2 separate regions of the Mus musculus genome follow, and region 1 is linked to region 2. The links are chromatin contacts, called in public Hi-C maps. All regions are on one chromosome and are shown on one strand. The core of a region is the stretch at or near the end of the contact, and the rest is flanking DNA. Distances in the headings are between cores, read along the strand shown.

Region 1 (7,573 bases), core at 1,562-4,061, 280 kb after region 2:
GGTTTTACTAATTGGCTCAGTAACTCAAGCAAAGAGCTTCCTCCTCCCCACCCCCACCCCCACCCTTGTAAAATATGAAGCTGCATTGATTTGCCCTTCAAATAACCTGTTACAACAGAGTAAACCTTGGAAAATTACAGACAACAGAGGACTTCTTTTGAACAACAATATCCACGGATAAGAACTAAAGTAGGCCTCACCAGCTATTAGGCTATTGAGTCATGATATAATTAGTTCTATAGTAAGGAACCTACCTTCAAAACCAACAATTATATCATATTAGGATTGCACCCTGCACCTCCTAAATACTCTCATTTTCCCACAATTTAAACTTTTTTAAAGGTCTCAATTTTTTTTTTTTTTTTTTTTTTTTAGAAAAAGCAAACACTAATCCTGAATACTCATCAGACATGACAGGCACTTGGAATAGACAAGTGGGAGAGGGCAAGCCACTAGAAGCTCTTTTTTTTTTTCTTAAAAGAATACTATTAGGTATTATGGCAGTTTATTTACAGGAGCATTTTCCCAGATATCTTCCCTGAAGTTTGAAAGGTAAGCACAAAGGTTCTTTAAAATATTTTCCTCTTTAGGGTGCAGTGGTGTATTCCTGTAACCTCAATTTTGGGAGGCAGAAACAAGAGGTAACCCTCAACTATAAATGCAGTTGCAGACCAGCCTAGCCTAAAGGAGTCGCTGCCAAATAAATAAATAAATAAATAAAGTCATCAAGCAATTAAATATATGCATACTTTCAAGGAACTCATTTGTTTAGCCCCCAAGTTCTCAAGCATAAAACCCGGGGTATTCTAGGCTTGTCACTAGAAAGCTCTATATTTCATCACCGAGCTCTCCGGCCTCACCTATTTTGTTTAGAAGAACCGATTCCTGAGCATCTGAGACTGCGTGTTGTGTAAGTGTATTACACAGACACACACGGGAATTCTCTGCTGTTTTCTGAGAGTCTAATTCAGTTTTGTGTGAAAGCTTGTATGACATTAACTTACATTAATCCACAGCTCTGTCTCCAGGCCTTGCTTTACCTCATCCTACCGACACACTTACTCTCCATACGGTAAAAATATATGGAAGGAGACACATTAGTATCTAAACGGTGGAAAGCCGCCCCCCCAAGAAAAAAGTAGCGCTCTACAGCAATAGGGGATATTTGCATGGAGGAGATCGAAATTTAGAGGAAAAAAGAACGAATTCATACACTGCATGTTTCCTCTATGTAAGCATTACACTAAATATCTGTTAGATTAGTCATGTTGCCTTGAGACTCTTCCATGTTTCCTCTAGACAACTGCCAATGCTCGCATGGCCTCTGATGAATAAACATGCTGTGACTTGCTCCTAAGGAAACGCCTGTCATGTTCCAGGGAAAAATGACTTCTTCACTCTTAAACCAGGGGAAAAAAAAAAAAAAGAACGACTTTCATTCATTGCTTACAAAGTCGCCTGTTCCTTAATGTTCCAATTTCCGGAATTTTCATACTCTGCTTAAGGCATTTCTAGGTTCTGATTAACAAAGAAAAAGAGAAACTGGGGGTGCTTTATGGCAAAGAGGCTACATGACAGCAGTGAGGCGGTCTCACCTAGGACAGGGTTGTGTAGCTTGACCATTTACTACGACAAAGGTTATTCTCAAGTTCTCCTTGGCCCTTGCAGGACTACCTGTTCCCACCACTGTTTACCCAAACGTTTAACAGAGTGATGTTTAGCATATTTGGCAGGAAGGCATGCTTCATTTAATATTAACTCACCATGTGACAGCCCCTTCCCTTCCAATCGCTCCTCAAACACGTGACGGTAAAAAAAAAAAAAAAAAAGTATAGGTGTTTGCCAATGCGACTGACTTCGCACTCGGCTTTGGCATCACCAATTGGCCAGAAGCACATACACACACACACCCCCAGTCAGAGGCGAGCACCCCGCCTGCTCCCGGAACTGTCAAGCCGGGCTGACAGCTGGCACACCTTGCTGCGCCCTCCGTGGACTTTCAGGAAGCCCCTTCCTTGCAGTCACCTTGACAGAAACCATCCTCCTGGGCTGGAGCGCTTGGCTGTGGAAACTTTTCCTTCCTTTCCCGGAGCGCGCTTACAGGTGTCGTCCCCCCCGCCGCTACAGAGCCCCAACAAGGGGCCCTTTGTTACCACTTTTGCTCCGGGACTCCTCACCCAACGCCTGCCATTCGCCTGGCCTTCCGTAACCCCGATCGGAAAGCTTGCCCAAAGTACCGAACCCCCCACCCCGACTCGTCCGGGAGGACGCAGTCTCCCGCCCGCGTGTGGGTCGGCCCGGGAGCCCGGCGGCCCCGCGGGGAGCTCGCCTCGGGCAGGTGAAGCGCGCGAGGCCTCGGCGGCCGGGAGGGAGGCTTACTTACCCTGCGGAGCCCGCGGGCTGCATGGCGGGGGTGCGGGGCGCGCTGCGGGGTAGGGGATCCGGGACGCTGCGGTCCATCGCGCTGCTGGCCGCGGCGCGGGCTCGGGCTCGGAGGCGGCGCGTCACTGCTAGGGTGGGAGAGGCCGGCGGGTCAGGGCGGGAGCGGCCGGGCCAAGAGCCCGCCTCGACCCACGGCAGCCAGGGGCGGCCCCGCCTCCCCGGGGCGCTTCCACCTGCCGGTCGGTCCCTGCCCGAGGGCGCCGCGACGACGGCTACAGGTCCCCGCCCCGGCCGCAGCCCGCAGCCAGTCCCGGGCGAAGGGGCGGCGCGCGGCAGCCCGGGCTGTGAAGGAGGAGGAGGAGCGGACCGGGCGCGGGACGGTCGCCACGCCCGCAGTGCTTGGGCTCCAGCGGCCCGCTGCGCACCAACTGAATCCCGTGCAAACTTTTCCGGAGGAGCTGCGAACCACAGCGCCCCCGCCTTCCCAAGCCACTGCCCGCTTTAGGGGACCCGGCCCGTCCAGGCTCCGCTCCTCCCCCGCACGGCTAGCTCGGACGCCCGGAGCGAGCGCGCGGCGGAAAGCGGCCGGCCCCCGGCCGCCGCGCCCGCGCCCCAACTCACCCTGCCCCATGGCCCTGCCGGGAGCCCCGAGCTCGCAGCCGCCTCGGCCACCTCGCTCTGCAGAAGTGAGGGTGACGAGGTCAGCATCGGAGCGAGCAGAGCAGCCAGCCGGAGAGGGGACGGGTAGGGCGAGCGGGCGGGGACGTGGAGCGAGGAGGAATTTCCTACCCCACCCCGCACCCCTCCGCGGAGCACGCGGCTTTTAGGTACCGCGGGGGAGGCCGGTGGAGAGGAAGCGTCTAGGCTGCTCGTTTTAGTCCCCACTGACACTGAGTAGCTTTGGGAAGCCTCGCGAACCCAAGAGGAAGAGTGGGCGGACAGGGAGGCTACCTGGCCAGCAAAACCCCAGGGAGGACCCAAGCTGTAGCGGAAGTGAGGAGAGCTCATGGACCGAGTCCTGCTGATTGACCACCTGCAGTCTGACCTTCGAAGTGCAGGATTTTCTTTTTAACCTTACTGACCCCTACGGTTGCTAGCCCTTAAAAGGCACCTCTGACATTGTGATCTTTTTAATCCCTGGCAGGTTTAAGCTCGTCCAGTCTTCCCAGACATGCCTCTCTTGATGTAAACAGCCAACAGCTGGGATTTGAGGACTGGACGTTCTCATGATGACAGTCTATAAGCTAAGAAAGAACAGCAGAGATTTAGTGGCCTCCTGGAAGTTTCACAGGAATAAAGGAATCTCAGACAGTGCTTGCTTGTTTGTAGTTTCGGTTCCTGCAAGAGTTCTTCTCAGAGGAGACGTGCCACCTGACAACCGGGTGCATATTGTCTCCTTACCCTTAGACCCTTGCCAACTGTTTTAAAGTAAATCATATTGATGAGTCCAAAAGCGAACATCAGGAAATAATGCTAAATTAAAAATATATAAATGGATACCTCAAGTGGCAAATCTGTAGGCATAAAAACATGATGTAGGATAACAAAGGACTTAACATTTTTGGTTCACATTAAAATTAAACTAGTATTTATAACCCGTGCTTAATTAAAGGTTCTTTGTTGCTCATTCATTACAACCACCACCAATAATTTCTGGAACCAAAAGTACTAACTACTACTCCACATAATTGGATTTTGTCTCTTTCCTCTCCCTTGTGGTGAATATGGTCTCAGTACATCTTTGAATATGAAATGGAGGTGAAGATCGTGGTGACTTCTGCGATGACTGTGTTAGAACTCTATCATTAAAAGTTGCTTTTAAATAATTTGACTAATAACGAGGCAATTGTTTGAAATGGATCTGGATTTTAGACTTTAAATAATAACACTGGTTTGACAAGTTCATGAATCCTTTCTGACCGTAAATGGATAAGCAGATTTACAGCTGTTGCATAGACAGGCTGTAAATAGCAAGGAACACTGAAACTACTTAAAGTTTATAACTTTGAATCACAGGATCAAGCACTTAATTAGTTTCAACCTTGATTTATGGCATCCTAGTACTATTATGGATTCCAGTTAGGCTAATCTTTAAGAGATTTTTACAACATTTCGTAACTGCTGAGTGCAATTTTCATGACACCACTTTTCCCTTACATCCTTTTGTTCTTGGGCACCGGGCAGGGTCATACTTTCCACACACTGAAATTGAGCCTACCCAAATGGCTTGCTTGACAAGTGAGATGTTTCATTTCCTGGTAGAATCACGTTAAGGAGAGTGCTGAGCCTGCTGTAACCTACTCTTGTCATCCTGCAGAGATGGGTCAAGATGGAGGTGACACTAAGTTGAAGGATCCTAAATATGTTACACTATTACCCTGAGCACCTCTTCTTGGAGAGGCTCGGGGTTTGCAGCAGAATCCCCCAAAGCACTAATTATCTATTTTGAGATTAAGTCAATAAACTGTTCAGCATCTTTCAGAACCAAGACTATACTTCATATTCTTATACATTACTGTCTATGCTGTAATCTTGTAACTGCATAATTTATCGGCAATGGTAATCATTGTTTTTAAATAACCCCCCTTTTTTTTAACATAATGCTGGAAAACAGCCCCTTCCCAGTCCCTCTGAAAGTTGTCCAAGTCTGTCCAGATGTTGCTCCATTTTCTTGTTTGGAAATCTCCCCTCCAATTTCATCCAATCATCATCAATGCAGGGATTGTCTCAGATATTATCACTTTGGAATAATAGCACGGATAGAAATAGCCCTTTCTCTCTTCAACTGATTTGATTGTTAGGTGGACAACGGCTGCTGCACCTGTTTCAGTTAGCTTTTCATTGCTGTGATCAAAATACCACACAACAGCAGGGGAGTGGGACTGATTTCAGCTCCCAGTTTTAGGGACTTAGAGGTATCTGCTCATCAGGTCAGGAATGGTGTGATGGAGAGCGGCAGTCCATGCATGGTGGCCAGGAAAACGAGAAAGGCATGTGCCAGCACTGGGCTGGCTTCCTCCTTTTTTTCAGGTTTTATTTCCTATGAGCCCTTAACCCAAGAGAAGGTACTGCTCACAACTGGACTGGTTTCCCCACAGCAGTTCATCTTTCTAGAACTGTCCTTGTCCACAGCTCCATGGGTATGGTTTTATTAATCTGGGTGATCTAAGTTCAGGAAAATGGACAGTGACAACTGACTGTTACACAGACTAGGAGGGGTTTGGATAGAAGAGGCTTTGCGCGCACCCTTGTCTTCTAAATGCAGCTCACACCACAGAAGACAGTCTGCAAATATTTGTGGAATAGGGAAATGGAAGAAATCTTAAAGATTTCACTTAAGAGATTTGTTGTGTGACAAAACTTTTCCCCGGGGAGATGCAACACATATCTACTCACCCCAATTAGGAAACCTGAAACAGACCCAAGTACAGATACCACTAAAGTCTGATTTGGTGAACCAATGAGTTTGATTAGGGTTACTTACAGGAGCAGAAATTACTCCAAACACTTGTATCCCAAAAGCCCACCCCATGGAACACACTGAATAGCCTACAGGCAGCTCCACAATTAGGAGATGTCCTTTCTAGGTACGTCAGTTGGTCTAACCCCCTTCCAGACAGCTTGGCTGGGCTCTGCTTCTATCAGGCAGCTCATCTAGTCTCAAGAGTCTTTTTTGCAGACTTTCTTCTTCGTGAGAACCTTCCTGGAAGCTCAGTTTGTCTGAGTCTTCGTAGGCAACGTGGCGTCACTTGATCTGAGAGGAATTCTCTGCTTTTGATTACTCTGACAGGGAAGTACCTAGTCAATCTCATGAGTTTCAGGGACTTCCTGAAGCTCTCTTGAGTTGTTTACTTTCCTGCGTAAGGAGCTTTCCAACAGGATGGAATGCTTTAATCTAGGAAGAAACTGTTAAACAACATTCTTAAAACAAAGGAGTCTAAGAAGGGCTTTTTAGTTCACAGGCCCTGGAGGATGACTGAAAACAACAGATGGGAGGTGAGTTGGCCCTTATAAGGAGGAAACATTGGTCCTTCTTGCTTGGGAGGTGAAGGCAGGAAGAACATAAAGCTCTGCCTTAGCTACATACTGAGTTTAAAGCCAATCTGAGCTACACAAGACTCAAAATAAATGTCAGGTTTTCTGTGCACATCCTTGAGTGATAACTTAGTGATTGTCCGGGTTCTGTAGTAGAACAGAATTTATAAAACACATGCACATACACACACACACACACACACACAGAGAGAGAGAGAGAGAGAGAGAGAGAGAGAGAGAGAAACTCATTACAGTGCCTAACACTGTAGTCCAGCCAGTCTAACAATGGCTGTATACAAATGGAAGGTCCAAGAGTGTTATTCAATCCATGAGGCTAGATATCTCAGCTGATCTTCAGTATATGCCAGAATCTCAAAGTAGGCTCTAATACCAGTGAAAGGATGAACCAGCCAGCAAGAATGGGGGCAAACAGGCAAAGAGGGAGACCTTTCTTCCATGTTGTTTATATTAACTGCCACCTGAGGTAGAGGCCAGATTAGGGGTAGATCTTCCTACCTCAAAAGATATGGATTAAAAGTGGGTTGCCCCACTTCAAATGATTTATTTAAGGAAAAAAAAATCCCTCACGGGCTAGAGTGATGCTCAGAGATTAAGAGCACTGATTGCTCTTCCAGAGCAGTCAATTCCCAGCGTTCAATTCCCTGAGTTCAATTCCCAGCAACCTCATGGTGGCTCACAACCATCTATAATGAGATCTGATGCCCTCTTCTGCTGTGTCTGAAGACAACTACAGTATACTCATATAAATTAAATAAATCTTAAAAAAAAAGATTAATAAAAAAAAATCCCTCAAAGGTGTACTCGGCTGCTTAGGTTTTAGTGCTTGACAAACAAGAACAGCCAATACACCTAGCTTGAAAATTCTCACTGTGGAGTAGTAATAAGAAAGTAAACGTATATACTGGGGTGGTTTGAGTGAAAATGGCTCCCATAGACATAGTGAGTGCCATTATTGGAGATGTGGCCTTGGTGTGTGTAGCTGTGAAGGGGAAGCCTGGATTGCCATGGAGACCCCAAGATACTGAAGATGTCAGAGCTGTGGGATAACTAAGGAGAGCTGTTAACAGGGAGTTAATAAGAGAGAGAAGTATGCTTCATTAAACAAAGCTGAAAGAGGTTGGAGATCTGAAGATCT
Region 2 (7,441 bases), core at 4,459-6,958:
GCAGACAGGCAGACAGACAGACAGACAGACAGACAGACAGACAATGAGCAATTAAAATATTTGTAGGACACAATGCAAGCTTCCTTCACCTTGGATCCGGGCCTCTTACCCCTCTTCTTGGGGCTATGTTACTTTTTTTGAAGCACTCTCTTGCCCATCCCCAGCTATCTTTTCAATATGACCCCTCTCCAGCTCAGTGATGTTGGGCTAGAGTCCTGGCACTGGCTTTTTGCAAGGAACCCTAGGACCTTGCAAGCCAGGCATTTTGAAATCAACAATGATAAAAGTAGTTATTCAGAGGCCAGTGTTTGTAAGAACTCATTCAACAATCATTGTGTGGGATCTCTTTTCTTCAGAGCTATGGACGAGGAGAAGCAGACCAGAGCTGGTAGTGATCACAAAGACACCAGCCTTGGGCAGATGCAACCCATATGAAGGAAGCACATGGCAGTATGCCGAATATGTGTGCCTAACACAACTCATATGTTGTAACCCTATTCTCAGGCTGATGGATGATCTGTGCTATGGACTTGGGGGAGGGAGTGATCAGACAAGGGTTGTGGCTCTCCAGGATGCAATTAAGGTTTGATGGACTGGGTCACTATGATCCTAGGAAAAGCGTAACATGTCCCTGAAAGCCATCTTTCCTGTCACATGTAAAACTCCACCTGGAACTTGCATCTGTGTTCTACCCACAAATCCTTAGTTATGGTCCACCTGAATTTCAAGGAACTCCTTCTTTTCAGTAGAATATTTTGGATATTCAAGGCTTTGTGGTGTGCCTTTCCCACCTGTTCTAGCAAGCATCCCCCCTGTCTGGGAAAAATTTCTATTTATTCACTATTTACACTTATACCCCAGCAACCTAGCTTAAGTCATCTTGGCTTAATCAAACCCTGCTGAGCAGATCCATCCATTGCAAGGCCTGTGAGCATTCTGCACACTAAATATTCAACTTATTTTCCTGGCATTCAATTTGAAACTGTTTTCCATCATGGTAAATATAATTACTCAAAAATATCTCTGTTCAGGAAAGGTGCATGTCCAAACCCAGACACTATTGCATACGCCAGCAAGATTTTGCTGAAGCGACCCTGATATAGCTGTCTCGTATGAGGCTATTCCAGTGCCTGGCAAACACAGAAGTGGATGCTCACAGTCATCTATTGGATGGAACACAGGGCCCCCAATGGAGAACCTAGAGAAAGCACCCAAGGAGCTGAAGGGACCTGCATTCCTATAGGTGGAACAACAATATGAACTAACCAGTACCCCCGGAGCTCGTGTCTCTAGCTGCATATGTAGCAGAAGATGATGTAGTCGGCCATCAGTGGAAAGAGAGGCCCCTTGGTATTGCAAACTTTATATGCCCCAGTACAGGGAAATGCCAGTGCCAAAAAGTGGGAGTGGGTGGGTAGGGGAGCAGGGTGGAGGGAGGGTATAGGGAACTTTTGGGATAGCATTTGAAATGTATATAAAGAAAATATCGAATAATAAATAAATAAATAAATAAATAAATAAATAAATAAATAAATGGAAAGGCAAGGTTCATGTACTGGGGAAAGAAAGTCCAAGTACGAACTGATTCAATATGGCAGTCTCAAGATACAAAGCCACTGGTGTCTGAAAGCACATGTTCAAAGCCAGTCAGGATTGTCGCTGAAGTTTCCTTCTTCTCATCTGGTTTTTAGCAGTTCCCCACATAGTGATTTTTGTGGCATCTCATTGGGCCATGTTATCTAAATAGGCTGTTGTTCATAAGGGCATGCCTCTTACATGTGGATCTGGAGGAGGCCAGGGCTGGCTTTCTAAGGATGTTTCCGCTGCTCCCCATGTGGCCATGCTTACAGCGGACAGGATCAAACTCTAGAGGGTGTTCCTGCCCACATCCAGGACAGTATAACCCCTGACTGAGCATCAGTGAACCTGATTCAGTGGAGCAATGGTGTATCCTGGAGCAAAAACCCAGGAAGGGTGACTGAAGGATGGGCGAGCAGGAAAGGCCCCCTCAACCTCCTGACTACCCCATGTGTTTTCTTACAGCAAACTCTCATCACCTGTGTCAGAGAAGCCTGCTTCTCATTTTCCAACCCCATGTTTTATTTCAAAGAAACTAAGAAAATGTAAAAGTTAGAGACACTCGGGAGCTATGCTAGATTGTAAATGAGAGGAAAGTACAGAGCAGGCAAAGCACTGAGAAGAGAAATTTTTAACCACTCATTCAGGAAACGCATTGCTCCGTGCAACCTGCATTGTTACAGATTTTCAAGATTGGAACATGTAAGTTAAGAGCCTCATTATCTTATTACATGTTACCAATTATATCTATCACTAGCACATAAGTACCAGAAAATTAAATTTCAGAAGCAATGTCAATAGAAAATTTCCTGGAACAAGGCTTTAAAGCCAGTTGAAATTCATGGAATAAGTGTTATTGATTTTAATAAAGAAAAAATACTTTGGTTTTAACTCCATTTCAAAGGCAGATTTTGTAAAAGAAAAAAATTTAATGCTGGTGTTTTTCAAATATACACTTTTGTATATATGTATTTATGTGCATATATGTATATGTGTGGTATTGTGGGCACATGTATATATAGGTGATAAGTATGTGTATATACATGTGTATGTGTAAGGTGTGTATGTAAAGTGTGTGTTGTGTGAGCTATGTGTACTATGTGTTTGTGTGTGTATGTGTGTGTACATATACAGGGTGTATATTGGTGTATGTGTGTGTGTGTGTGTGTGTATGTTTGTATAGTATGTGTGCAGAGTGTGTGTGTGTGTGTGTGTGTGTGTGTGTGTGTGAGAGAGCAAGACGAGATTTCACCTAGTTTAGCTTTCCTCTACAGCACATCCCAGAGGTCTCTGGAACCCACTTGTTTATAGAAACTTTTTTATGTCACTAGTGCAGAAAGGCCTTGAGAACTCTGTTCTATGTCTACTTATCTCCTTTAAATTCGTGACGACAGAAAAGATAAAGTAAGCTTCAACTCTCAAGTGGCATTAGGCCTCTTGCAAAAAGCATTAGTACACCTTCCTATCTAAGAAAAAGAAATCAGTTCCTCACAGAAGACACGGGACTGATGGGTGCACACCTCAAGCTGGGGCTGTTAAGGATCGTGGGAAAACAAGCAGTTCTGCTCTTCAGAACCCTTAGAACATAATATTAGCATCCTGTTTCCGCTGCAGCCTGAAAGATAAAAAGGGCTGGGCATTTGTATGACCATGCTACTTAATAAAGGGATGTAATACATTTCTAGTTAAGTCCCCCGAATTCCCAGCTTGCTTTCTAGTGTGAAGAAAATAGGATGAGAAGACTAATATCATTTGCAATTGTACACCAAATGAAATTCTGCTTGGAGCCAAAGAATAGGAACAGACTTTGCTTCCCAATGGAAAAGACAGTTGAGTAACAAGAGACACACAGCTCTGATGGGATATGTTTACAGCATCTCCCTAGCATAAACAGACTGCCCCAAAGGATGCCACGGTATATACAATGGCTCTGATGAGAAATCCTTCCATGTGGATGGATGATTGACAGACTGAGAAAACTGAGCCATCTCTGCCTTAGGAGCAGTTTACAACTTCAAATCTGTTCTAACAGCGCCCACTTGAAGCACGAAAATCACTGGTCACGGTAGTGTAGTCCTCACAGTCTCGAGTGTCAGTGAGTGTATCCGTTTACGGGGATATACCAGAATGTCTTTAGACTCCTGATCCAGCAAACCAGTTCTCCCATACAAAGTGAGCAGCAGAAAGAGATTTCAAAATCCACCTTTTTTTTTCTTTTTAAATAAAAGACACAACAATAGAGAGGAAAGAAGAAGAAAAAAAGGTTGACTTCAGAAAAACATTCGAGGGCCTTACAACCTCTAGACTTAGAGACAAAATACTTCAAATATAAGCTGAAGGTTGTGTCTAAAAGAACCAAAATAAAGAGAGAAAGAGAGAGGCTGAGAGTGAGGGCAATACACACTGCCTTGTTCTCAGAACACTCTGGATTTCTGTGAAATTACCTGGAATTTGATTCTCAGAGAAGTTTATTATATGGAAAAGCCCAGGAAGACAGAGCAGACACTAAACAAGGTCTCTCCCCCTCTCCTTAACCCCCCTCCCCCCCCCCCCCATAGCTGACCACAACAATGGGATGCAAGAGGATCCCCAGTTCCTTCCAAGCTGGATGCACTCAAGAGCTTTGGGGATGCATCAGGAGTGTCCAATGAGTATTTGCCAAGGGCTTTCCAAACTGCCATCCTGGGAAACTGATAAATGCCCCACGTCCTGCCCTCACTGTCCTCAGCTTCTTCAGAGAATAAGAGAGAGAACACAGCTTGTCACAGTGGGGAAGTGTATGAGATCAATCATTAAAACAAAAAACAAATAGAATGGAGAGAGAGAAAGAAGAAAAAGGGCAAACAGAGGAATGATGACTGGAGCATGACTGGACTGTGTTGCTCCTGGGCTAGAGTGTCTAGGAAAAAAATCTGAGCTCAATTAATATTAACTAGTACTGTATTTAAAATAATGTGATAAACATATTTTAAGTGTATCTTCCAGTGTTTAAGTTTCATTCTTTAATCCTATGTATCCATTATTTCTATCACTAACGTATAATTACTAGAAGATTAAAGTTAAGACAAAAAGTCCACAGAAGAGTTCCCTGCACTAGGACCCAAAGTGGAGCTCATTTTGTTTCTATAACTCTTCCAAAGTTATGAGCAACTAGAGAAAGATTACAAAACATTTTCTGATGCTTCAAGATTTCTTGCTGTTTTTTTTCTTTAAACAGAGAGCAAATGTACTTAAATCATATGAATATTTTTATAGCAAGGTCAGAGCAGCCTTGGATCTTCACATTCTTCTAAATAAGGAATGCTGTGGCCAGAGATAAGAGGAGACAGTGTAAGGATTTTGAATTAAACAAGCCTGTGTGTTTGCTTAAGGGGATGGAAATAATGCGTTCATTAGTTCTTATTCCATATCTCTGCTTTTCAAACAATGAATCTCCAAAAGAACGCTGCTCCAGCAGCCCTCAGTAACTCCAGCAAAGCTGCTGCTCCCTGCGCCCTTCCTCAACTTTTTCTAGGTGTGAAATACTGAGAGCAAAGGAGTACATAGCTTAGAGACACCACATAACAAAGTCTTAGGAAATTTGAAAGAAATATTCAACAATCCTTATGCCTGAGCAGAAACTATGCATTTTTAATTAGTTACATTCGTTCAAAACACGCAAATGTCACGAATATTGACTCTCGGGAACTGACATAACAAAGACCATGCCTTATCCTAGTCTGCTTTTCAGCTTCATTCCACACAACCTGCTCCTTCCTCCCTGATCTCACCACCCCCACTCCCAACCCCACCCCCACTCACCCTCAGTTTCTTACAAGTGCCTAGCTCCTTCCAGAACACAGCATGCTTTGACATAGTGCACTGACTACTGGTACTATCTGAACTATCTCCCTGAAACCTACTTTTCTTCCCTAAAGTCTCAGATACACCATTATTTCTTGGAAGGAAAATGTCAATGACTTTTCCAGTTTAAGGCCAGAATGTCTATACCATGCGTGGTGTACCTGTGCCATCAAACCCACAAAGCCATTGCTACACAGAACACCACACAACATCAGTCACAGCGGCTTCCTATCTTCTCTCCAGCAGCCCACAGAACACGGGGCTCACAATGGACAAATGAAATAGTTATTCTATGGTGAATAGACTCATTGTCTGTAACCCCAAGTGAGACATTACGGATTCCACAACAACACTATTGAGCCCTCAAGTTTGAAACCACACATGCAGACCAAAGAGAAAATAGTAGCAAGTTTTCATAGAAAGTCTCAGCTGAACAAAACCCAATCTGGGACTTAAAGTGGCCTGTTGTCATATTTGACATTGTGTAAAAAGTTGAAACACAGAGGGAGGGGGAACCTGGGTAAAGCAAATAGTATGAGAAAAGGTATTGAGGAAGAAGAAAAGCAAATAATAATAACAACAATGACAACAACAACAATAAGACTGGGTTTGCTGTAGCAGAACTAGTGACACTTCACAGTTGCCAGCAGACCAAGGAGAAGGGTGGTCTCATCCGGACATGCTGAGCACCGGGTTCCCTTCAGACCAGTAAAATGGAGAACGAAATCTGCCACACCCCAATTACAAAGCACCTCTCAAAATTATCTGAGAATACAGTAATAAGGTTTAAAATAGAAGTTTTACAAGGCTCTCCTCAATAGGGGCAAGAGAATTGACTGCTCAACAGCTGATGGTGACAGAACCATAATGGAAAGGGGAGCTAGCTACTAACAGCAGATTTGCCCCAGACCTTTTCTCACATTTGAAAGATTGGGGTTTTAAGTAGTCAGGTCCCTCAAGCTCCTACTAACCCAAGGTCTTTAAGTTCATCCCTAATGTTATTTATTTTTAAGACTACAGGATGGAAGTTTGCCACACCTTCTGTGTAGTAGCCTTGGCTTAGCAGTCGCTTGCTTGCTGCTCTGCTTCCGTTTGACAGTTATAAAGAGTGCCTGGGCTAATATCCCCTTATCACTAAGTGCATACCATGTATGTTCTTTTGTGACTGGGTTACCTCACTCAGGATGATATTTTCTAGTTCCATCCATTTGCCAAAGCTCCATATACTCAAGATACAATTCACAGATCACATGAAGCTCAAGAAGAAAGAAGACCAAAGTGTGGGTGCTTCGGTCCTTCTTAGAAGGGGAATAAAATACAGGAGCATATGTGGAGATAAAGTGTGGAGCAGAGACTGAAGGAAAGGTCATCCAGAGACTGTCCCACCTGGGGACTCATCCCATATACAGTAACCAAACCCAGACACTATTGTGGATGCCAAGAAGTGCATGCTGAAAGGAGCCTGATATGGCTGTCTCCTGAGAGGCCTTGCCAGAGCCTTACAAATACAGAAGCAGATGCTTACAGTCAACCATTGGACTGAGCGGTGGGTGGGTCCCCAATAGAGGAGTTAGAGAAAGGACTGAAGGAGTTGAAGGGGTTTGCAACCCCATAGGAAGAACAACAATATCAACTAACCAGAACCACCCCCCCAAGCTCCCAGGGACTAAGCCTTCAACCAAGGAATATACACGGCTCCAGCTGCATATGTGAGGATGGCCTTGTCATGTATCAATGGGAGGAGAGGTCCTTGGTCCTGTGAAGGCTTGATAGATGCTCCAGTGTAGGGGAATTGACGGTAGGAGTGGGTGGTGGGTGGAGGAACAGCCTCATAGAAGCAGGGGGAGGGAGGATGGGATAGAGGGTTTCCAGGATCGGGGAAAACTGGGAAAGGGAATAACATTTGAAATGTAAATAAAGAAAATATCCCATTTAAAAAAGTGCCTGGTCAAAGCAAACAAATCAAGACTCAAGAACCTGAGTAGCCAGGGGTCTAGTTCTGCATACTAGGGCCAGAATG

The links. Hi-C and Micro-C count contacts between places; a contact is called where the count stands out from the background.
Region 1: a Hi-C map of Sertoli cells shows a contact between it and region 2, with 2.6 times the contacts expected there. The contact joins the promoter of Cobll1 here to the enhancer-like site in region 2. A contact is called at or near these places in 8 of 484 Hi-C or Micro-C datasets (the HL-1 cell line, Sertoli cells, brown adipocytes and 5 more), 1 of 115 datasets of contacts at active chromatin or transcription factors (the NIH/3T3 cell line) and 2 of 9 other capture datasets (adipose tissue and liver).

Annotation. Positions count from the first base shown.
Region 1 is chr2:65,235,980-65,243,552 of GRCm38.p6, forward strand. It overlaps Cobll1 (Cobl-like 1), which reads right to left and starts at 2,812. Exons shown (of 14, transcript NM_177025.6): 1 at 2,384-2,812. The coding sequence starts at 2,460. Gm13594 (a long non-coding RNA gene) reads left to right here. Exons shown (of 2, transcript XR_001783320.2): 1 at 1-2,103; 2 at 3,527-4,217.
Region 2 is chr2:64,956,678-64,964,118 of GRCm38.p6, forward strand. All of the region lies in intron 2 of Grb14 (growth factor receptor bound protein 14), which reads right to left. Among named protein-coding and RNA genes, the nearest start is that of Grb14, 62 kb to the right of the region's middle. Within about 2 kb of position 5,709, at least 28 of the 459 cell types and tissues checked have an H3K27ac peak or open chromatin away from gene starts, as enhancers often do. A contact at or near this core is called in Sertoli cells, cortical glia and granulosa cells, where this site is marked.